Regions from separate parts of the Mus musculus genome. Here all the other regions are linked to region 3. The links are chromatin contacts, called in public Hi-C and promoter capture Hi-C maps. All regions are on one chromosome and are shown on one strand. Each heading gives the region's core, a stretch centred on a gene start, on an enhancer-like site or on the middle of the called end of the contact. The rest is flanking DNA. Distances are from core to core; before and after follow the strand shown. Region 1 holds the start of Dennd6b (DENN/MADD domain containing 6B). Region 2 holds the start of Panx2 (pannexin 2). Region 3 holds the start of C230037L18Rik (RIKEN cDNA C230037L18 gene). Region 4 holds the start of 1810021B22Rik (RIKEN cDNA 1810021B22 gene).

Region 1 (6,072 bases), core at 499-2,998, 280 kb before region 3:
ACCACCACCGGCTCATAGTCATTACCTTAACTGGACCTGTCAAAAGCTTCATTGAGCCTGTAACACTTTCTTCCTCCTCCTATCTTCCTGGTGGTTTTGTGGGTTTTGCTTTTTGTTGTTTTTGTTTCCTTTTTTAAAATTATTTATTTATTATATGTAAGTACACTGCAGCTGTCTTCAGACACACCAGAAGAGGGAGTCAGATCTTACGGATGGTTGTGAGCCACCATGTGGTTGCTGGGACTTGAACTCAGGACCTTCAGAAGAGCAGTCGGGTGCTCTTACCCGTTGAGCCATCTCACCAGCCCCCTCCCTTTTTTTTAAAAGACAAAGTCTCACTATGTAGCCTTGGCTTGCCTGCTCCAGGTTGGCCTTGAGCATAGAGATCAGCCTGCTTTTGCCTCCAGAGTACTAGATTAAAGAAAGACATGTGCCACAATGTGTTCTCTCTCTCCCCTCTCTTTCATTCTTTCCTTTCTCTTTCTTTCAACAAGGTCTGATTCTATAGCTCAGGCTCCTTTGGGACTCTATCAATCCAGACTAGCTTCAAACTAATCATCTTGCTTCACCAACCTCCCATCCCCCACCCAGTCCCCGAAATGCTGGGTTTGCGCGCACTACTATGCCTGGCTGATATTTTCATCTTATCTAGTAGAAGAGAAGCTGCCTTTCTTTGTAGGTGGGTAAGGGGGATGGAGGCCTTCAGACCACAGAAAGACCACATCAAAAGCCTAAGACCCTGCCCAGCTGCTCACAGCTGGTGACCAGATGCCAAAGGTTGAGAAGAGCTCAAGACACAGGAACCAAGCAGGGCCTCACAGGGTCTGGATCTGATTCTAATTGAAAGACAAGAGGAATGCCAGAAGCGAACTACCAGTGACACTGAAGACTGCAGCAGACCCAGTGTGAGACCTGGGGGCGGTGGCGGGGGCAAGGTGGGGGGAACCCTAGGACTCTGGCTTGAGCAACCAAGGGGCTGGAGATATGTTTGCCTCTTTGGAGAAAGGTCCATGTTAGATGCTGCGTAGGATACATTGATGGACAGGCAGTCAGGCTTTACAGATCTTTCCTTCCTTGGCCTGGGAAGGGTTTCTAGAGCTCTGAGGAAGAGGCTCCTCTTGGAGAGGTGACAGGCAATAGGAAAGAGGAGGTCTCTAAGCTAGTCACTAGCCGAAGGAAGTGGGGGAAAGGTCAGCCTGAGGGTGCAAAATATTCCGAGAGGCTCCTAAGAAGACCCTAGACCAAGCAGGAAGGCTACAGGCGAAAAGTCCTGCTTCCTGGAGGGTGGGCGCCCCGGGTAGAGAAACCGCGCGGCGGCTTAGAGGAATGGGAGGAAAGAAGCAGGGGTGCAGGCGAGAGAAGGGAGGAGCGTGAGGGGGAGGGGCATCGGGAGAGGAGGGACGTCCGGAGAGGAGGGGCCTCTGGAGAGGTTCAGGCCGCCGAAGGAGAGGTACTAAGACAGTTCTGGAGGGTCAGCCAGCCCATCAGCTCACCTCTAGCGCCTGGCCCAGCTCCAGATCGAAGGTGACCACGCACACACACTCCAGCCAGGCAGAGAAGCGCGCCCAGGGCATCTCCGCGGTCCGCGCCGCGCGGCCGGAGGACGAGGATCTTGTCGCGCCTAGTCCTCCGCCAGCTTGCCGGGGCCCGGGACCCACCGGCACCTCCATGGTAGCAGCTCCAGCGGTACCCGGGCACGTTGCGGAGAAACGCAGGGGTTCACCTGGGCCGCCTCGGAGCAGTCGAGCTGCCGCCGTAGGCCAGAAGGGCCCCGGAGCAGCCGCGCGCCCCCTGGCGCTAGAGGAGCGTCCGCCCTAGAGTGTCGCCTAACGTACCAGCGAGAAAGGCCCCAGCCGGTTAGAAGGGTCTAGAGATGGAGGCGCTTCCCGATAATGGAGATTGCGTGACCCGGGTCGGCCAGTAGGTGGCTAGTGTGGCCCTGCATCTGGCAGAAGAGAAAGGGCGGTTCCTGATGTCATCTCTGCCTGGCGTATGGATTGAGGGACTCTGGGCGTATAGTGGTGTCTACCAGGGGTGTCTGGGCAACATAGAATTATGTTGGGCACCACCCCCCCCCCAGGGGTATCCAACCCGGCCGAGGGTTGTGAGCCTAATGTTTATTTGTGTGTCATCGCTTGTCGCGGACAGCTTTTGTGCTGGACAATCGCCCAAGGTAGTTAAAGACAAACCTCAAAATGCTTTAAAAGTGTGAAAACCACGGGTGGTTTGTGGTGGTGCACGCCTTTAGTTCCAGCACTCTGGAGGCAAAGGCAGGCGAATCTCTGAAGTCTAAGCAAGCCTGGTCTACAGAGCAAGTGTCCAAGACAGTTCGGGCGACACACAGAAACCCTGTCACGGGAAAATGAAGACAAACAAAACAAACAAAGCGTGAAAAATAATGTTTGGGGCTAAGAGATGGCTCAGCGAGTAAAAACACGGGCTGCACTTCCGTGCAGAATGGGGGCTCTGTTTCCAGCACCCACAAATGTAACTGTACTTCCAGGAGATTAGACGCCCTCTTCCAACCTCCGAGAGCGCCAGGCACGCGTGTCTGTACTACATTGGGCACCTTCACCCATCCGCCTTTAATGAAGGCCATTCTGCCTGAGTTGGCGGGTCCACCCAGACCTAGTCCCACTCCAGGCTAGTGTGCCTACTTTGGCTAGCAAAGAGGGGCAGCCTGGTCAACGAATGCTGCTGCCTTTGGGATTAAGGTAGTTGCAGAGCCTAGTTCTAAGGATAAGGATTATAGAAGAGTGAATTTAGAATGAAGAGGTAATGAGGCAGGCTAGAAAGACAGGAACATTTGGGGGAACCTAAGAAGGGGGAAGGAGAGCCTTCGCCTACCTGCCCCAAGCATAAATAACAATTAAGGCCCTTCTCCCTTCCCTGCTATAAACTTGCAATTTTCCATTAGAATCCCTGGCTTACAGGGAAAAGGGGCATACACCAGATCTCTTGGGCAACCCTAGTAGTTTTGTTTTTACTTTATTAAAGATTGCCATCTAAGGCATTCCAAAGAGCTACCTCACCCATCCTTCTCAGCAAAACGGGGAGGAGGTGTTAGTAATCTTTTGAGATACAACCTGAGAGCCGTCAAGATGGGAGAGATGACCAATGCTAAACAATGGTAACTCTCTCATGGATCTGCCTTATTGGGTCCTTGAGAAGCCTACACCTATGCTCTTGGATGTGTCTTACTTTCTTCTGAGTGCCCCCAACAAACACCCTGTATGAGACAGGGTCTCTCTATGTGGTCCTGGCTGGTGAGGAACTTGATATGTAGACCAGGCTCACTTTGAACTCCTGAAACTCTGCCTGTCTCTGCTGAGACTAGAGGTAGCCTTCATCAGCCATACAAAGTGTGCTTGCTTCTTGCGAGCTCGCTCTCTCTCTCTCTGTTTTTGTGAGGCAGGGTTTCTCTGTGTAGCCCTGGCTGTTTTGGAATTCACTCTGTAGACCAGGACACATTGACTCTCTTAACCATAGTGTTTAAACCTGTATTAAAATGTTTTCATTAAGCCCCAACTTTCATTCTGTCAGAAGGCAGATCACAGTGCTGACAGAAGTAATGAGGGTGAGAAGTACTTAGCCCGAGTATGTCATTGTTCTTAGAGCCATCTCTTTCTTATTGTCCTGGAAGTGCTGTGATAATACTAAACTATAAACAAAGATATTTCCATTAAAAAAACAAACAAACAAACCAAACTCTGCTTTATAAGATGGACAGTCTTTTCTATGTCAAAGCCACAATTCTGAGTCTGGTTTGCGGATCCCTAAAGGTCTAGAACTCGGGCTATTGAGGATGGTAGAGCAGTCATCCTATCCAGCATACTATGTGATTTTGGTGTTTTCATTTTTTTTTTAAAGATTTATTTATTTATGGGGCTGGAGAGATGGCTCAGTGGTTAAGAGCACCGACTGCTCTTCTGAAGGTCCCGAGTTCAAATCCCAGCAACCATATGGTGGCTCAGAACCACCTGTAATGAGATCTGAAGTCCTCTTCTGGTGCATCTGAAGACAGCTAGTTTACTTAAGATATAATAATACATAAACATTTTTTAAAGATTTATTTATTATATGTAAGTACACTGTAGCTGTCTTCAGACACTCCAGAACATCTCACTAGAGATGGTTGTGAGCTGGGATTGTGGGATGTGGTTGCTGGGATTTGAACTCGGGACCTTCGGAAGAGCAGTCAGGTGCTCTTACCCACTGAGCCATCTCTCCAGCCCAGTGTTTTCATTTTTTAAGTCCTCTCCTAAAATTACTTAGAGCAGGTTTCAGCAACAATCTCCAGGTCTTTTGTTTTGTTTGTCCTTGTTTTTTCCAGACAGGGTTTCTCTGTGTAACAGCCCTGGCTGTCCTGGGACTTGCTCTGCAGACCGGGCTGGCCTTGAACCCCGAGAGGTCCACCCGTCTTTGCCTTCCTAACACTGGGATTAAAGGCAGACACCACCACACCCAGGTTCAATTTCCAAGTCTCAAGTGGTTTTGTTTGTTTGTTTGTTTGTTTTTCGAGACAGGGTTTCTCTGTGTAGCCCTGGCTGTCCTGAAACTCACTTTGTAGACCAGGCTGGCCTCAAACTCAGAAATCCACCTGCTTCTGTGCTGGGATTAAAGGCATGCGCCACCACGCCCAGCAGGTTTTTTGTTTTTGTTTTTGTTTTTGTTTTTGTTTTTGTTTTTCATTCATGTGGACTTAAGGGAATGTCAAGTTGACCTCGAGGACACTCAGCATCAAAGCAGAAAATACTGTAAAACCCAGCAACCCCTTTTTTGTTATTATTGTTGTTCACTTGACTTCTAATTGCCTAGAAAGGAAGAGCTCGCAGCCCTTCTGCCAAAAGTAAGCTTGAGTTTCCAAGCAGGGATGTGAGCTTCTGGTTATTTATGAGCCGCAAACTCATTATCCTTTTAATTACCACATTTTGCTGAATTTAAGGCAACTATCATTTTATAAATAAGAAAACTGCTACCAACTGCACAGTCACAAGTGAACCAAGCCCATTACATCCACCTGCGGCACGCCAGACACTGACAGGATTGTTTGGCAAGACTGTTCCTTCACAGGGCAGTCAAATGTGGAGATGAGAGTCCGGGTCAAGTCTGTACTCCCCAGGTAGGAGTCCTTATTGACTGGAATTGGGAAAGGCAGAAGTGGTATGATCCATTCATGTGCAGTTAGCTAAACATCAAGGGACCATCATGGTTGATAAGTCAGCACTATTATCTGAGGCTTTGAAGTTGGCGATCATTTAAGTTTCTTTTTTTTAAAGGATATGTTTGTCTTTTTTTAAAAAAACATTTATTTATTTATTTATTTATTTATTTATTTATTTATATGTAAGTACACTGTAGTTGTCTTCAGACACTCCAGAAGAGGGCATCAGATTTCATTACGGATGGTTGTGAGCCACCATGTGGTTGCTGGGATTTGAACTCAGGACCTTTACAAGAGCAGTCGGCACTCTTAACCACTGAGCAATCTTGCCAGCTCCCGATCGTTTTAGTTTCAAAAAACATTATTTTATGTGCATGAGTGGTGTGTGTGTGTGTGTGTGTGTGTGTGTGTGTGTGTACCACGTATGCACTGGTGCTTGCAGAGGCAAAAAGGAGGGTATCAGATCTATAACTGGAGTTACAGATGGCTGTAGGCCACCACATCAGCCTACAACGGAACCCATTTTTGTAGCCCTGGCTATCCTGGAACTTGCTCTGTAGACCAGGCTAGCCTCAAGCTTATAGAGATCTTCCTGCTTCTGCCTCTGCCTCTGGAGTGCCAGGATTAAAAGGCACCTGCTGCCACCACCACCACCACTGTGTATTTACTCATGTATTTATTTGTATTTTTTTGAGATAAGATTTTGCTACATAGTCCAAGCTGACCTCGGTTTCGAAATCCTACTATCCGAATCTCTCGAGTATGGGAATTACAGACATATACCATCATGCCTGGATATCCATTTAGATCAATCTAAAAGAGAGTTAAAGACATAGACACACTCATTTAAAAAAAAAAAAGATTTATTTTATGTATGAGTACACTGTCAATATCTTTAGATACTCCAG
Region 2 (5,513 bases), core at 2,349-4,848, 420 kb before region 3:
ACACCAAGAGGTGACTAGCAGGTCCCAGGAAAGAAGCCAGTGACTGGGAGTGTCAGGTAGATCACAGTCCATCAGTGACAGGACCTAATCTACCGAGTACCCAGCTAAGGTTAGTCATGGCTTCAGCACATTTCTACCCAGAAACATCCACCTAGCTCAGGGTTAGCCACGTCTGCTCCAGCTTGGACTGTAGGTGAGGCAGGCATAGGGCACATACCTCAGAATCTCTAGAATGAGAGTGATGCAAGATGGGCCAGGATGAGCAGCATCCCAGTCAGGAATAGAAGCCACAGAAGGCCCTGCTCTAGGGATGACAATGCTGTCCAGACCAGTGTGACCACCTGCAAAACAAGGAGCAGCCCTGCCTGGAGCCAGGTAGGCAGAGGCAGACTTCAAACTTGGTCATAGCCCCAAGAAATGAAGAATGTGTCTCCTTGCTTATTTTTAAGTTACCTACATTTTTCTTTTTCTTTTTTTTTTGAGATTTTATTCTTATGTGTTGGGGTGTTTTATGTACAGTGTCAGCAGACTGCAGAAGATGGTATATTATCCTCTGAAGTTACAGCTGATCGTTAGCTGCCGTGTGGGTTCTAAGAACCAAACCTGGTTCCTCTGGAAGAGCAGCCAGTGTTCCTAACTGCTGAGCTGTCTCTCCAGCCAGCCCCCCTTTCTCATTTTTTAAAAATAATTTTTTCTTATTTCATGTACATTAGCACTTTGCCTGGATGTATGTCTCTGTGAGGGTATGTCAGATCACCTGGAACGGGAGTTACATTTTTGAACTGCCATGTGGACACTGGGAATTGAACCTGCGTCCTTTGTAAGAACACCCGGTGCAGTGATGGATCGTTGAGCCATCTCTCTAACCCATGTTTCTCAACTTTTTAAGGCTGCTTACAATGTCATTCAAGAATACTGTAGATTTTGCCATTCTAAAGCAAAGCAGAGCAACCTATATCATATGAGAGGAAAATGCATTAGCATTTTACACCAGCATTGTCCTCTAAAAAGGACGTCCTCCAGAGCTAGAAATGGCTTTTCCTTCTTGAATCTTGTATTTTACTCTCAATGGATTGAACCCCAGTGTAAAATAGTATGCTTATAGGTCAGTGTGAAAGAAAATGTGAATTTTTCTTTCCTTTTTTTTGAGGGGGGGGGGAATATTTTATGTTCTGTACCCAAAATGGAATTTCACATTCATTGCCCATGACCCCAGAAGACAAGTAATGAGCTTTTGCCAAGGAAGCCTAAGCAATGCTTGATGCAGAAGCTTTGGTTTGCTCGATACTCCTGACCCTCTCAGGCATCTGGCCGCAGGTTGAAGTGGTCAGTTGTAAACGAAGGCAGTTCACAAATGGGAACAATGGGATGGGGACAGAGAAGCTGCTCATGGCCACTTGTGAGTCTCTCTTCATCACCCCCTACCACAAATAGAAGGTTCATTGATAAGGGTGGAAAGATACATTAGCCAGGCAGTGATGATGCATGCCTTTAATCCCAGCACTTGGGAGGCAGAGGTAGGTAGATTTCTGAGTTTGAAGCCAGCCTGGTCTACAGAGTGAGTTCCAGGACAGCCAGGGATAGGGATACACAGAGAAACCCTGTCTCAAAAACAAAACAAAAAGATACATTAATTCAATTAATCAGGACTATGTTCATTTAGCAAGATAATAGTAATGGGTTATCCCATAGAGCCCGTGACCCATCTAGCCATAGATTCTTGGCCCAGCAATGTGGGATCACCTTGTGAAGTAGGACTTAAGTCAATCACAAATGGTTGGCTGCTCCCATGATGTTTATGGCACTATTGCTTCGGTGGGATACTAGAGCGGTTGTCGTCACAGACTGCAGGATTCACAGCTTGGTAAGACTGTGTGAAAGGTAGCCAGGAGCACTGCAGCTTCCAGGTCAGTACTTGCTTAGTTTCTCCATGTCCCATGACTCCAGTATGCGGTATAGTCAGCAACAGAGTCTCACTATCAAGTTCGAGGGCAGCCAAGAACAGTGGTAGTAGCCTGTAATATTGGGACCTAGGGAAATTCAGTGGCCAACGACTAAACAACCAGTTCCTGGTACTGGGCTTTTTATTTATTAGCCTCTGGTGTCTAGCAGGGGCATTGTTGCCTCATTACTGGGCAACTCTATTTAAACGTTTATTTTTGTCTTTATTATTGATTTATGTATATGGGTATTGCACCTGCATGTATGTCTGTACCTCAAGAGCGCAGTGCCTGCAGGGGCCAGAAGGATCCAAGCAGACTGTTGCAAGTGACCAGAGGTATTGGGAAAAAGTCCATGGAACTGGGTTCAATTACCAGCATCCATATAGTGGCTTATAATACCTGTAACCCCAGCCCTGGGGAGTTCTAGCCTCCATGGCCACTGCATGCTGGTGGTACACCCATATATAGTTTTTTAAAAGAATATAACTCTCCACCCAGAGTGGATGGATAGAGCCTTTGAAGAGGCATGCACAAATAGATAACAAAGGAGACAACATTTGCGGGTGGGGTGCGGGGGGGTAAGGGAGACCTGCAGGTCAGAGAAAACCAACCTGCTGAGAAGGGGTCAGTGTGCGAAAGCTCTAGGAATCCAAAGGAAAACAAAAAATATAGGGTTCTGAAGGTGGGATGATGGAGTGAACAGCATAACCCTTCTGAGAGGCCAGGGAGGGTGCAGGAAGGACTGCCTTGGGAAGCCTGGGGTGAGGGCTTGCCAGCGCAGCCAGGAATCCTAGGCATGGGGAGTGAATGGCTGCTCACCACCCGCAGGGAGTAAGGTGAAGAAGGTAATGTCTGTGGGAGCAAGAATGCACCAGGAGGAGTCAGGCCTCACGGGACAGCAGTCCCTCCAGGTTTTGCTTCGGTCGGAGGAGATGTTTCCAGATAGCTTATGGATACTGAAGGAAGTTACTACTCCAGACATACACAGGAAAGGCTATGATGGAGAGATACTGAGCCAAGGAATCTTGCAGGAGGCCACGGTCACAAAAGTTTGTGTACAGTAGCTCCTGGGAGGAGAGAACATGTGGGTAGCCCAGAGAGGTCAGGTGACAATCCTAGAAGCCCCCACACCCTGGCCCAGCTCCACGGATGCCGACAGTGGGTGAAGCAGTGAAGATGCTAGGTACAAGCATATCCGCACTGGCTGGCGTCCCATCACAGCGTGTAAAGGGGCGCCCCTGGGTCCGGGACATGGCTGCAGTGAAGAGGCATCCAGGAGCTTTGGAGAGGACGCCCCACGGCATTTTTGTGCAGGCACTAACCTGGGAAAGAGGGTTCGGGCTTCCTTGCCCTTGCCTGCAACAGCTCACACGGCAGCCTCTGCGCCTGTGTGAAGACCAGGTCCGAGTGAGGAGCAAGAGAGCTGAGGTGTAGAACTAGAACCCTTTGGCTACCAGACACGATCTAACCCCAGAGCGGGCGATCCGCCTCTTTCTGTGCACAGGGCTATGGGGGACCAGGGCTTGGCCCAACCCTGATGCAAGGGGATGGTCAATATGAACTCGGTTCGTTTCATTTAAAAAAAAAAATTTTTTTTTTCTGCAAGTCATCGCCAACGCCGCAGCTACGTGGAGGGTGGGGGGGCTGGGGGCGGAGCCACGCCGCGGAGTTGCCGCAGGTAAACAGCCCCCCTCCCCGGCGGGAGCGGGCCGCGCGGCCCAGGCAGGAGAGCCGCCGCCGCCCCCGGGAGGGACGCAGGGCGCGGGCCGGCTACAGCGCACGGCGGGGGCGGCGGCGGCCCGGCGCCCTGGCAGCTCGACCCCTCTCGCGGGGCGGCAGACCCCCGAGCCCCGCCGCATCCCCGCTGACATCCCTCTTCCAGCGCTCCGCGCCCCCCCCCCCCACCGTGACCTCGGTCTCCGTCGCCCCCCGCCGCCCTCTCTGGCGCGCGGCCCCGCCCGCGCCCCCCGCCCGTACCCCGCCGGGCCGCGCCCCCGCCCCCCATGCACCACCTCCTGGAGCAGTCGGCGGACATGGCGACCGCGCTGCTGGCGGGCGAGAAGCTGAGGGAGCTGATCCTGCCTGGCTCGCAGGACGACAAGGCGGGCGCGCTGGCCGCGCTGCTGCTGCAGCTCAAGCTGGAACTGCCGTTCGACCGCGTGGTCACCATCGGCACCGTGCTGGTACCCATCCTGCTGGTCACCCTGGTCTTCACCAAGAACTTCGCAGGTGAGGCAGGGCGCGCGTCCGCAGGTGTTTAGCGCCCAGCGCTCCGAGCGCGCTGGCTCTCAGCGCCAGGCAGCCAGCGCCAGCTAGACCGCACCCACCTGGCCAGCCGCTGAGCCATTGCCCGCAGGTCTCATCACAGACCTTGGGCACCACCTCAGTCTGGCATGAGGGGTTGAGACAGGGCCGCCTGAGACATCTCCTCTGTTTTATTGTTGTTTGGCCTTCCATTCCTTCAGCCTCAAGCCGTGAGGAGAGTAGGCCTGTCCTACACTTGCTGGCCCCCGGGATGAATGGGATGTGGGGTCTGAGTTGTAGCATGTCACGTCACGGGTGGTGGGGGTAGGGAGGGCTGAGGCTTGGAGGAATAGCCAGATGAGGACCAGAGAAGGATGAGTGTTGAGGGCATTGCTCAGGGATAAGTGAAAAAAATCCCATGATGCTGCATGGGGTTCTTGGGGCTGACAGTGTAGGAAAAGTGAGGGTACTCCCGAGGAACTCTGAAACATCCCTTTCCAAAGCTCTTCTATAGAGGAGGCCAGACAGAGGCTGGCCCCGGAGGGCATCAAGCAATAATGGCCCAAGAAGCCACCCTTGACTGGCAAAGGCAGTGTAGGTAGAGGGTAGGGCAGGTCACTGAAGAGTGAGCAGGTTAAGGAGCTGACGTGTTAGGTGAGTAGAACTGGGCCTGCTCTATGAGGGAGCCTGTGGGTGCGCCTGCGGTTGTACACAGGAGAGTACACATGTAGAGTGGGCCCTGCCTAAGGTGACAGGCTGAGGCACTAGGGAGCTGGCTTCTGGTGACACACCGAGATGGGGAATAGCATCCCCACTGGAGCCGAGCTGAGGCAGACTCAGGTATCCATAGCCACAAATCAAATTGGTGGCCAGAGATGCCAGCTTCATAGCAGGAAGAAGACTGTCGGGGCTCCAGAGTTCCTCTGGAGGTGCAGGTCGCTCTGCCCTCTGCAGCTACTGGGCAACGAGAACAGGTATTTCGATACCCGCTTCTTCACCACCATCCACAGGTGCCTCCCCTTACAGGAAACTCCAGGACCTAGTGATGTCCAACCTGAGCTGAGGGCAGGCATCCTTCAGACTATTTAAGGCCACGCCAAAGGTGGAGGAAGTTCTCCTGGTCTCCATCCTTGAACACCAGAGTCCCTGACACTCAGGCACACCCAGGTGTGTGTATAAAGGGGGCCTTTGGCCATGTTGATCACAGTACCAGCAACGGGGTGGCTGCCTTACAACCGACGTGTACCTTACAGTTCCAGGAGCCAGAAGTCCAAACTCCAGGTATAGGGAGGGCTGAGTTCTCTCCAAAGCCCTTTCTTCCTGATG
Region 3 (6,142 bases), core at 1,925-4,424:
TAGATGAATTAGCACGTCTCAAGTCTCAGCTGGTGTTATTACATTACCAGATACAAACTACACACTTGTCCCTGTCCCTCTGGTGAACCATCACACACTCAGGACAGGGCTAGGGGTCCTGGGCTACCCTTGAAGGACCCCCGTGATTTCTCCAGTCCCCTCAGGACTGGGAGCCTGGGCAGTGGCAGCAGACAGGGTGGGGAGTGCAGCTCGGCTGACAGCAGATCTGTAGGGCAGGGTCCTCGCCCTTGGCTATCTGGCTGGGGCCAAAGGTCATGGCTGCATCGTACTGGGCCTTGAGGAGTTGGATGTGTTTCAAAGCCTGGAGGGCTTCTGGGGAGACCCCCTCTATACTTTCCAAAACATTGTAGTTCTCCCCAGGGTCCTGAGATAAGTCGTAGAGCAGTGGGGGCTCATGAGCCGTCAGACGGTTGGCAGCATGACAGGCAGGATCTGAAGTGGTGTCACTGTGGGCGGAGCCTGGGGATGGGGGGGGTGTCAGCTTTTTACATAAGGAGGGGCAGAGGACAGAGCAGCTGGGGGTCAGCAAGCCGGGCTAGGGAGGGGAAGCCAGGAAGGGAAGCAGGGTACCCTGGGTGAAGAAATGAGCCTTGTATTTCCCATTCCGAACAGCAAAGACCCCATGGATCTCGTCTGGGTAGGGCGGGTAGAAGAAGACAGACTTCCGTGGGCTCTGAGGGAAAAGTCAGGATGACAGGATAGGAGAGATCTCTAAAAGCTCTTGTGTATCGCCCTGTTATGGGACCCCCACCCCCACTCCCCGCTTTGGCCCACCCAGGATCCTGAGAGGTGATACTCAGGGGCCACTCATCAAAGGAGACATGAGGCATGTACTCTCCGGCACTGCCCAGTTTCATACCTAAAGGAGGACCAGCATGGGGATGGTGTCAAGGGATGACTGGCCCTACCTTGCCTGTGCCTAGCAGCAAGGGGCTGATGTCAACACCATCCAAGGTGACGTTGGGCAGCGGAGCCCCGGTCAGGGCTGCCAGGGTGGGCAGCAGGTCCAGAGAGCTGGCCAGCTCATGGGTTACACCTGTGGACAGATGGCTGTTCGGCCACTCCATTCACCATCGAGGCTAGGGAGATGGGGGCCATGGGTCTACACAAAGAGGGCTAGGGGACTGACCAGGAGTAATGTGACCTGGCCAGTAGACCAAGGCAGGCTCTCGGACGCCACCTTCAAAAGTTGTTCCTTTTCCACATCTCAAGAGGCCAGAGCAGCCGCCATTGGACATGCGCATCAACTCAGGACTGGGACACACAAGGAAGTCATCAGTAACAAGAGGCTAAGGACCCTGCCCCACTGCTGGTTATGGATCACCATAACGTGCCTAGCACCTCTCGAGTCTTTTATACAGTCAACAAACAGCTAGGGTGGAAGTTACCCTAGAGTCCTGGCCTGTGATAGAGCAACGAGTATCCCTTGCTTGGCTCGTACCCGTTATCTGCAGTGAAGATGACTAGTGTCTCTTCCAGCAGACCGAGGTCCCCCACAGTTGTCATCAAGGCCCCTACAGCTCCATCCAGCTCCATCAAGGAGTCCCCAAATGGCCCACGGCCTGAGCGCTTGGTGAAGCTTTGTCCACTGAACTGAGGGTAGTGAGTGTGCTGGGGGCAGAGACTGGAGTCAGCACTGGCTGGGTACAGGTCTTGGGCAGTCAGGGGGCGGGGCCAGGGTCACTCACGTGGGAAGCGTAGTACAGGAAGAACGGTCGGCCCTGGCGCTGGGCATCAGCCATGAGGTCTCGGGAGAAAGACACATACCGGGCCTCCAGTCCAGGCAGCCAAGGGGGCTGGGCCTCCACTGTCAGGTTGGCCAGTAGTGGGATGGGAACAAGGCCTTGGTCACAGCCACCTTTGCAGGGGATGTCTGGTGGGAAGCACGTTAGGTTCTGACAGGGACCCTGGGGAGAGCAGAGAGCGGTTAGTGTGAGGGAGGACTGGCTACGGGTTAGGGTACAGTTGGTATGCGGGCTTGGGTGTGTGTTGGGGGGCAGCAGAGGGTCCGGCTGGTTTGTACCTGGTCATGGGAATATGGGATGCCCAGGAATCGGTGGAAGCCCTGATGCGGGGGCAGGAAGGCCCCCTCTGGCCCCACTCCAAGATGCCACTTGCCAGCCATCCCTGTAAGGTAGCCTCGAGCAGCCAGGACTTCGGCTAAAGTCACCTCCTCCAAGGGCAAGCCCCCTTGGGAACTGGGCCCCAGAACTCCAGGGTACATGCCTGATCGAACTGGGAGCCGGCCAGTCAGGAGGGCGGCCCTGTAGTACAAACCACAGAATCCATTATCTGCGAGTCCCACAGAGATGAACCCAGAGAGAAGAGGGAGAATGGTGGACATACCCACAGAGAGACAGAAATGGGATGAGCCAGGGGAGAGGGGAGGGGCAAAGGTCCCTCACTCACCGAGATGGCGTGCACAGAGACACAGGCACATAGAAATCTGTGAACCGTAGTCCACCTTCAGCCAACTGATCCAGGTTAGGGGTGGTAGAACTGGGGTGCCCATAGGAGCCGAGGTCCCCATAGCCCAGGTCATCCGCAAAGATCAGCAGGATGTTAGGTGGGCTGGCAGTGCTCAGGCCTGCAGCCAATGCCAAAAAGAGGGTCCCCAGGGCCATGACAGAGATACAGATGGGCCTGTGTCCTCAGTCCCTTGGTAGGGAAGGCAGAGCGATTCCAGCAGGCTCGTTCCTTGAGCGCCCAGGCCAGCCCCTACCTGAGGCCCCAGTCCCGAGCCCTCCTCCTCCCCTGAGCCGCCAGACCCAAATAATCCTTCTGTCTGTAGGTCCACTCTCTGAAGCTCCAGCGAATCTGTCAGAACTCGGAAGGGGGTGGCCTGGGGTGTAACTCCACAGAGCCCCTAAAGGACCAGGGCTTCATTAACGTCACGAGCGGGGATCTGACCCTGTTCACCCAGAGGTGCCAGCACAGGCTTGGGATCAGGAGCAGAAGTCACTTCACATTGACCCGGGAGGCTCCAGCGCCATGGGACAAGGGCGGTTCGAAATTGAGGAGGAACTGGTGGTAGACAGCGTCGATCTCAGGCAGTCTCGGATACGCCCGCGGTCACGTGACAATTGGCTGACCCAGAAGGGGCGGGCTCTGGGACTGGGCGGTACAGAGTCGGGGCTAGGTGGAGCTGGGACCGGGCGAGGCGGAGCTGGGGAGCCGAGCCAAGCGGGTTTGTGTGCCTATGGGAACCTTCCGGGTGGGGCTGCTGCGGACCTGGGACCGGGGCGGGATAGGGTGAGGCTGGAGATTGCTCGCGTGCTCCCGATCCTTATCTGCGCCGGTTGGGGTGTCCCGTGCTGGGCTTGGTAACCTTACGTTCTTTGCTCCTGCGCGCTAGGCTCAGGACTGCCTAGCAGTGCAGCACTACAGCTATCTGGCTCTCCTGCTGTGTCGCTCTTAAATGCGTGTCTGGAGTTCCTCTGGCGAATGGTGGGCTGTTTGTCTCATTTCCTCTGATGAGATACTTGAGGGATCCTTGTTGAAAAAACATCAGCATCCCCCTTCTGACTGAGCAAAGAGGCAAAAACCATGGAGTCTGACTGCAACAAACCAGGAAGACAAATCTGATTGGCTGCTGGCTTTTTGCTCACAACCACCTTTGGTGAATTTTGTGAAACACAATGTATCAAATTATTTAAAAAAATCCTTTCCCTTCTACACGCGTAACTGGTGTTTAAGGTTGAGTGTGTGTGTGTGTGTGTGTGTGTGTGTGTGTGTGTGTGTATCTGTGGTGTTAGAGCTGGGATGTGTGTCTGTGAGTCTGGTGTTTGAGAAGGGTTGCTGGGTTCCTGTGTGGTATAGCTTAGGGCACATTAGTATTGAACTAATGGGAAGACAACATGACTTGTTTCTAACTCTTCATTTATACATTATTGAATATAACCTTTTTTTCTTATCAGTTTTAACTGTTAAGGGAGACTAACAGATATATCCCTCAGAGGGTGGAAGGGTGGGTTCTTAGTGTACTTTAACATCTAAAGGTCCCTGTGGTAACTGGACTTCCCAGATCTCCCCGCCCCCAAAAGCCCCTGACCTGAGTCACTTTTCCGGAGCAAGTCTCTTCCAGGGTATTTCCTTGCAGGTGGCTGTTCCTAGGGAAGTCATTTGTCCAGATTCTTGGCTTTGATTCCTCTCCAAGACAGAGTGGCACTCTAAGACCTCTGGCGTCAAGATGGTCACGACCTGCGCACCCAGGAAGGAAGACGCTGGAGCCAGGGGGGAGATAAACAGGGTTCTGGAAGGGCCTCCCGACTACAGTAGCGGATCAGACTCAGGATCACCCAGTGGTCTAACACAGGCTCAGGTCAGGAGCAGACAACACGTGACACTGAGTTGAAGGTGCCCTCTGGCAAGCAGAATGAGGGTGGTTCAGAATGACGAGTAAACTGGTCATTGATTTATTGATTTTTTTTTTTTTCACTGAAGCCTGGCTCTCTGGGCATCTGGAATTCTCCCGATGAAATCTGCAAGAAACTGCAGGAGGAAAGTTCGAAACTGCAGAGACCCCAGAGATGGCACAGGAAGGAGCTGGGTCTGACTGAGGCTACTGCACACCTCATGTGAAGTGGGGGGTGGCTGGGGGCGGGGGGGGGGGAGCAATCTTCAGTTAGTGGCTCTCTTAGTGTCACATTCCAGCACGGTTTCTGGACTTGTGCACGGGTGGGGGTTGCCGGTAGTCCTTCTATTTAGAGTCAGGACAGAAAGCTCTTCTGTGGCCCAGAAATCTTTGAAACTGTATTTGGATCTCTCCCAGCTGGTGGCCACTGTGAATTGTAATTTGAAAGGAATCAACCAGAAGCACTTTCTTTCCGTTGCTAGCTGGGGAACTACCCCAGGACCTGCGCATTATTCTCTGGAGAGCCCGAGTGGGGTTGCGATGTTATGCAAATCGAGGTACGTTTCCCCTGGGTTCTTGGGGGACTCAGGTGTGTGTACACGTGAAGGTTGCTTGGGCTCAGCTCTGACCTAGAGCTGTGGAAAACTTGGAAAGAGGTATCTGCCTGCCGCCAGCTCTGTTCAAAGCTGAGCACTGAAGGCCAACCTGTCTTTAGAGATGTGAACTCTCTCCCACCCCCACCCCCCCTTTTTTTTCCCACAGAGCCCCAATTGGAAGTAGCCTGCTAGGGTTGGTTCAGGAAGTGGCTTCAGATGATGCCTGGGGCCTTGCTAATTTTGGACAAACACCCACAGTTGAGAAAGGAGCCTTGCCTTGGGAGGCAGGTCTCTTATTTCTGTACCTTGCTTGCAAAGGGATAGGAGAGGCCTCTGCATGGGGGTAAGATGGGGTGATTGAGTTGCAACAGTGGCCTGAGTAGAGTACTGTGGCTGTTCTTGCATCAGTTTATGTGGGGACCTAGGACGTATCAGGCCTCCACCTTCCCTACCCTACTGCCTCTCATCATGGTTATGTATAGGCGTTGAGATGTACAGTGCTGATCAGGACCAACAGGGTAGTTCTAACAGAAGAGCAAATATCTTAGGCAAAAACAGACCTGATGGAGTCCTACCTGGTTGACCATGTGGGGTTTGGGGGTCTGCTGAAGGCAAGTTTTCAGTTGAGTTATGATCAGGGGCCAGGCTTTGTCATAATCTCTAAAGGAAGGGGAACCCTGAGACACCCCTTCACACATATGCTCAGAGGAAGAAGAGTTACGGTCAGATGACACAACAATAACCTCTGGTCATCAGCTGACCTGTGAATGACATCTTGCTGGGCAGATAACGAGTTTCCACATGCAAGACCTACTATGATTGTAGTTTATAGCATTATAGGAAAATGAAAATAGGGCTAGAGAGATGGCTCAGTGGTTAACAGCACTGACTGCTCTTCCAGAGGTCCTGAGTTCAAATCCCAGCAACCACGTGGTGTCTCACAACTGTCCATAATGAAATCTGATGCCCTTTTCTGATGTGTCTGAAGACAGTTACAGTGTACTTACTTATAATAGTAATAATAATAATAATAATAATAATAATGTCTTTAAAAAAAGAAAAATGAAAATAATTGTAAGCATTTTATTAGGAGTGCTGGTTCTTCTACAACAAAGTTCTTTCCCAGTGCTTTCAAAGAACTAAAGGGCTGGCAAGGTGGCTCAGCCGATAA
Region 4 (5,691 bases), core at 2,678-5,177, 400 kb before region 3:
GAGAGAAAGAGAGAGAGAGAGAGAGAGAGAGAGAGAGAGAGAGAGAGAGAGAGAGAGAGAGAGAGAGACCGAGACCTTGAAGACAGGTGGCCGAGGAAGCTAGGCCAGGAATTCAAAGACATTCGAGGGCATAGGCTGTATATCAAAATGGAGAGGCTTGGCTGAGATCAGAGCAGCCACCTCTGCCTGGCTTGTGCCCCCTGAAAGCTCCTTAGCCAGCTATGGTACAACCCTGAGGTGGTTAGGACAAAATGCTTCCATGTCCTCCACTACCACAGCTGCCACCACAGTCAGGCTGCACGTGCTGACCATGCAGAGACTAGGTTCAGGTTCTCTTAACTGTTTAAAGTATCTTATCATTCGTTGGGGGCTGCTGGGAGCTGCTGGGGGCAAGTCTCAGGAAATTTGCATATGCTAGGCAGGTGTTCCTTCCCTGAGTTACACCTCCAGCTCAGATTCCTGCCATAGAAAGGCATTTATTGTTCACAGAAAATAGAGGAGACACCCCACATCACCCAGGGCCACACTGGGGGAGCACCAGGATGAGCACCAGGGGGAGCACCGGCAGAGGGAGTAAGGGGGAAACAAAGCTTTGGGCTTCATGGGGAGGAACGGGTCAGGCAGGTGAGGGCAGAGAAGCATCCAATATGGGTGTTGGACTCACATCTGTGCCCTAGTTTCCACCTTGGAGTGACTGAGGTAGGTAGAAAATGAGACAGAGTGTGGGGAAGGGGAGGTGATGGGCACCGTACATAATGTCACCTGCCAGCTCTACGGAGCAGCCTGCCTTAGAAGAAGAACACCTGTCCAGAGCCAGCCAAAGCTCCAGGTCAGAGGATCAGAAATCAGCAAATAGCCAGATAGGACAGCACAGTATTTAATCCTAACACTAGGGATGCAGAGGCAGACAACTATCCAAGTTTGAGACCAGCCTTGTCTACATAACTAGATCCAGTCTAGCCAGGGCTACAGGACCATCTCAAAGTCAAACCAAAATCCCAAATAATTCAGTACAGAAAAGGCATGTTGTTCTCCAAACTGATGGCATTCCAGGCCGAATTCAGTATTCCCACACGTTCTAGGAAGGGACTTCTGAGACCCATAGGAACCCTGGGAGAAAAGTTGGCTGCCTCGAGGCTGCTCGTTCCCCTAGAGAAGACAATCCCTGGTCCGATGGCCTATGACCACAAATTGGCCCCTACGTGATGATGAGCAGGCATGCCAGCTAAAGTAACCCAGAAACCTCGGGGTGCTGGCCTCTTCCCTGCTCCCTGGCTCTCCCTGTTCACATATCCATCTGCTTCCTACGCGTGGTACATAATCTTCCTTCTTGCATGCTTTGTACCCACTCCCCACCATTTGAGCTCAGCCTGAACACCCTGGGACTTGGCTCAGAGGGGGAGACACTCAGACCCTAGGGAACCACTGGTCTGCATGGTACCAAGGCCAGATGCAATACTTTCTTCATAGGTCCTGTTTCCCAAGTGCCACTGACCGTAGACTATCCAGACAGTGGCTGTGTGCGTGTGTTGCCCCGGAGCTTATGCAGAGCCGCAGTAGACATGGGAAAGGCTGGGCGCACTGGATCCAAGGGGCTGGCTCTTTGGGAGAACTGAAGCCAATAAAGCAGCCACTTCTCACCTCTGTTCTTGGATAAAACCTAGAGGGACCTCTCAGAAGAGTGCTGTGTGGGAGGGGTTGGGGCTGTATTGCCCTGTGGAGTTGACCTGCAAGGGGCTGCTTCTGGGGAAGGGGCTCAAGTCGTGTCCTGAAGAAGCAGGCAACATGGTGGGTACTGGGCCTAAATGTCATCTTACTCCTCGGAAGTGTCCTCTGCTCCCAGGGCTCTATGAGCTAGTCCCCTTCCTGGACACAGATGGCCAGGGACCTGTATCCTTCCGATCCCTGGGGTCAGACAAGGCTTGCCAACTTGGGGCTCTACTTCTGTGGGACCTTCATGATGGTCTTTGCTGTTCTCAAACCTGGCCTCTCCTTGCCACACCCCTGACTAGGAACCTAGTCCCCTCTATTTACTCCCAATAGCTTCAGATAGCTCCTTTCTCTTTCTAAGGACTCTGGGCTCCTCTGGCCATGTTGAAGCCTTTCCCTGCAAGCCTGACATGCATTGACTCCCTGCATGGCTCACCTCAAAAAGCCCCTCCAGCAGCTGCTCTGCTAAACCAAGGTGCACTCCATCTGCCGACTCTGATACGTCACCCACTCATCCTGTGGCGCCACAGAACCTGCTTGAGCAACGCAGGCTGGGGAATGGCTGTTAGAAAGCAGAACTCAAGCTGGCCATGCTTTTTTTTTTTTTTTTTTTTCCTCCAAAGCAAAGCCTAAGATGTAAGGGGGGCCTGGTCTCTCCCAGCTGAAACCTGCCGTGGTTTCCCCGGCAGCCTGGCTGGGCATGTCCTCCAGACACCGGTTCCTATTTCTGGCTCCCATAGACACCAGCAGGTTATAGGGCAGCTCTGGTTTTCATCCCCAGCAGCCACTTAGCCAAAATAGAATTCTGGCACTTCAGGGTCAGCATCTAATGAAAAATGTCATGCCATCCTTTGCCCCTAGTCCAGCACTCTTCGACCTATGGGATATCTCGTATCAGATATCCTGCCCATGAGATATTATGATTCATAGCCATAGCAGAATTACAGTTAAGAGGCAGCAACGAAAGAATTTTATGGCTGGGGGGTCACCACAGCATGAGGAGCTATTAAAGGACCGCAACATTGGAAAGGCTGAGAACCACTCCCCTAGACAGGCAAGCAGGAAAGGTGGCACCATGGTCTGCCCACAGAAAAAGGACAGGCTCAGGGAGAACACTGCCAGCCAACCAGGGCTAGAACCCAGGCCCCTTCCTGACACTAGCCTATCAGTGGGGTTTTCAACCAAACAGTACGGGTACTCAGAGAGGAGCCTCATTGTGCTTTGTGAACGGGTAGAGTGGGCCTGGCAGTCTCAGCTCTAAGCCCACCCCTGTCTTCTGTTAAGCAGAATGAATGGGGCTGAGGAGGCCTGAAGAGGCCACAGAACACAGACATCAAAGTAGTGGACAAGGGGGGGGGGGGATGAATGGTGCTTCACTAAGGAGCAAAGAAGGCAGAGGTCCCCTTGAGGCCAGGCCCTCCGGGAGACCAGGAAGCTGTAAGAAGATGCTGGCAGGAAATACCTGTCAGTAGTCTCCATGCGGGCCTCTTGTGTAACAGACTGCTGGAGGGAATTCTGCCTGGTGCAGGAAGAATTCTCTTCCTCAAAGTGGCCGACTTCCAGGAGGGCCATTCACAGGTACAATGTCAAGGCAGGGTCTCCAAAAATCAGGGCCAGAGTTGTAACCCTTTGGAACCTGAAAGGGCTGGATGGGGCAGCTGGGAACTAGGCAGAGATTACTTCCCCTTTGGAGGGCCCGTGCCAGGGCCTGCTCCAGGTCGTCACTGCCTGGCTCTCACAGGAGCCTATCTTGGGGTACTCAAATGGAGACGTGTCCATTATGGGCTCACCCGGCTCCTCTCATCCACTCATCAACCCTGATCAGGAGGACCTGCAGCCCGGAGACCTGGCCTGAGTGGGCCAAGTGGCCTCTCTCCCTGCCCTACCCTTTAAGGTGCCCTAGGAGACTGGTGAGTTTGAAGCCTGCGTTAAGATACTGGGCACTTGCTGTCACTGGGGCCCCGCCCACCCTGAGACCTCCGCAGTCTCCGGGCTCTCAGTCACAAGCAGCTGAACACGTAGGAAGTCCTGATGGCCTGGGGCTGACTGGGCCAGCTTTTGTCCCTTTAGTTCTGCCCTTGAGCCTCTCCACTTGGCATGCGATTCTCCAAGGAAACCAGAAGGGCGCCTCGTATGATCCCTAGCTTCTGTCCCGGTCCAGTGCGCTGACGGCTCCCTAGACTCCAGGCCGTGGTGCGGACGGACGCTTCAAGAACGCAGCCCCGTCACACAGACTCGCCTGTGGGGGGCCCAGCACCCCGCGGTGAACTGGAGTTGCGCTCTAGGACCTGGGGGCGTCGGGCCGGGAGGCGGAGCCCTGCGCTTAGACCCCGGCGGGGGCGGGGCCTCGCGCGCGCGGCCCTGGGAGGTGTTTCCCGGCATGCTGCGCGGCCCGCACCCTCGGCCCGTCCGGCCCGTCCGGCCGCCCCGCCCCGCCCCGGCCCAGCCCGTCAGCCCGGCGACGCGCGCATGGAGGCCGGCTGAGGAGCGCCGCCGCCTCTCTCGGTACGCCGTGGCCTGACCGGGCGGGCGGGCGGGCCGGGGCTCCTCGCGCCTCGACGGCGCGGGCGGGAGGGCGCGGGCTGCAGGTGGGGACTGCGAAGACCAGGGTATCCGGAGCTCACCGGGTCGGGCTGACCCAGGACGGTGTAGATGCTCCTGGGCTCTGCTCCTGGGCTCGGGAGTCCCCGAGAGGACCCCGGAGGCTCAGAAGCGCCCTCGCTGGCTTTGGGACGTCAAGAGCTTCTTTAGAAGTGGGGACAGTCTCCAAGCTTTCGTGCTCCCCAAGCGGAGGGGCTGGAGGTCCGCTGGTCTTGTGCGACGCAGCTGTCCCTGGGCCTCCTTGTCTGTCTTGTCGCCCTAGGAAGACTCATCTTGCGGTGGCCGTGGTACTGGGGGCAGGATGCCAGCAGGGCTCTGGCACAGTGGACTGCTAGCCGGGAGCCTGCAGGCTCCTCCGGGGCATCTCCAGGTGGACAGAAACCAGGTCCCCGGGAGAGCTGGCCAGGCTTCTTCACCTCGGGTTTGTTTCCTCTTCCGGCCCTCAGCTCTGCCACACTTAGGTAAAATATGTCCTGCCTGAGCAGGTTTTCCCGGGTCCTGCAGTGGCTGGGCTCCCAGAGACAGACCAGAGGAGGCCAGGGCTTTTGCACACCCTGTCATTTCTTGCTGTCTTGGTTTTCTGAGTAGACAGTGAAGGCTTGTCTAGTTTTTCCAGTTGATCGCGGTCAGCTTTGGACCAGCGGTGGGGAGCAAGCTGCCATCCGAGAAACAAGCTGCCATCCGAGAAACAGTTTTGTTTTAAGAGATTGAAAAGCTTGATGGGTGTGTCAGATCAGGGTGGTAACAGGGTTTTGTGGATTGAGAAATTTAAACGTTTATTCCTCTTAGTATAGCTTTAAAGGTTGGCAATCCTAGGTCTAATGCTAGTCTTTCGGGTGACTGATGAAGGCTCTGCCTGTCCTGTCGCCCTTTCTCGTTGTGTCCTCATAGCTGTTTAGTGTCTCTTACAAGGACACCAATCCCATCGTGGGTCCTGCCTTATGGCTTCACTTGAGTTCAGTCGTCTCTTAAAACCTCTGCATGTTGATGTAATTATTTTGAGCCTCATATTTTCGGTGTATGGATTTGGGTAAAACACACTTAGTATGGATAGATCCAGAAGAGAGACGGCTGTGGGGCTGGGCAGGTGGGGAGCTTGACTGACGTGGCTCCAGTTACTTGGACCTAGTATGCCAGGGCCATACCTCCTTGTGGGCCCTGACATGAGTGGGCCTTTTCTGCTCTTTGAGCCAACCCTTCCCTCTTAAAACTGCAGACTACTGGAAATTTTCAGAGGCTAGTTCCCCTAGAAATTTAGCAGATGCTAAAAGTTCTGTTGTTTAGCATATGGAAGCATCGAGCCTGGTTGGTAGCAGGCCTGGAAAAGTATCCCTACAGTCCTGCTCATTCGGGGATGCTGGTTGACACGGCCCTGCTTGT

Evidence for each region. A called contact is a pair of places that touch in the nucleus more often than the background predicts. Capture Hi-C pulls out chosen DNA fragments and counts their contacts.
Region 1: a promoter capture Hi-C map of pancreatic islet shows a contact between it and region 3. The contact joins the promoter of Dennd6b here to the promoter of C230037L18Rik in region 3. A contact is called at or near these places in 4 of 39 promoter capture datasets (embryonic stem cells, erythroid cells, liver and 1 more), 1 of 484 Hi-C or Micro-C datasets (CD4 T cells), 2 of 115 datasets of contacts at active chromatin or transcription factors (microglia and pancreatic cancer cells) and 3 of 9 other capture datasets (adipose tissue, liver and pancreatic islet).
Region 2: a contact with region 3 is called in a promoter capture Hi-C map of adipose tissue. The contact joins the promoter of Panx2 here to the promoter of C230037L18Rik in region 3. A contact is called at or near these places in 2 of 115 datasets of contacts at active chromatin or transcription factors (bone marrow-derived macrophages and regulatory T cells) and 2 of 9 other capture datasets (adipose tissue and liver).
Region 4: a contact with region 3 is called in a Hi-C map of regulatory T cells, with 4 times the contacts expected there. The contact joins the promoter of 1810021B22Rik here to the promoter of C230037L18Rik in region 3. A contact is called at or near these places in 1 of 39 promoter capture datasets (pre-B cells), 5 of 484 Hi-C or Micro-C datasets (CD4 T cells, CD8 T cells, the G1E-ER4 cell line and 2 more), 4 of 115 datasets of contacts at active chromatin or transcription factors (bone marrow-derived macrophages, memory CD8 T cells, pancreatic cancer cells and 1 more) and 2 of 9 other capture datasets (adipose tissue and liver).

What each region holds. Positions count from the first base shown.
Region 1 is chr15:89,194,726-89,200,797 of GRCm38.p6, forward strand. Dennd6b (DENN/MADD domain containing 6B) reads right to left here and starts at 1,749. Exons shown (of 20, transcript NM_027081.3): 1 at 1,494-1,749. The coding sequence starts at 1,670.
Region 2 is chr15:89,056,128-89,061,640 of GRCm38.p6, forward strand. Panx2 (pannexin 2) reads left to right here and starts at 3,599. Exons shown (of 3, transcript NM_001002005.2): 1 at 3,599-4,172. The coding sequence starts at 3,947.
Region 3 is chr15:89,473,078-89,479,219 of GRCm38.p6, forward strand. C230037L18Rik (RIKEN cDNA C230037L18 gene) reads left to right here and starts at 3,175. Exons shown (of 5, transcript NR_077233.1): 1 at 3,175-3,208; 2 at 4,182-4,342; 3 at 4,465-4,570; 4 at 4,793-4,932. Arsa (arylsulfatase A) reads right to left here and starts at 4,347. Exons shown (of 9, transcript NM_009713.4): 1 at 4,073-4,347; 2 at 2,431-3,578; 3 at 2,045-2,285; 4 at 1,710-1,928; 5 at 1,463-1,632; 6 at 1,151-1,275; 7 at 930-1,057; 8 at 592-694; 9 at 1-480. The coding sequence starts at 2,645. The coding sequence ends at 161.
Region 4 is chr15:89,071,927-89,077,617 of GRCm38.p6, forward strand. 1810021B22Rik (RIKEN cDNA 1810021B22 gene) reads right to left here and starts at 3,928. Exons shown (of 4, transcript NR_040417.1): 1 at 3,688-3,928; 2 at 2,147-2,272. It overlaps Trabd (TraB domain containing), which reads left to right and starts at 4,138. Exons shown (of 10, transcript NM_026485.2): 1 at 4,138-4,215. It also overlaps a transcript of Panx2 not described here.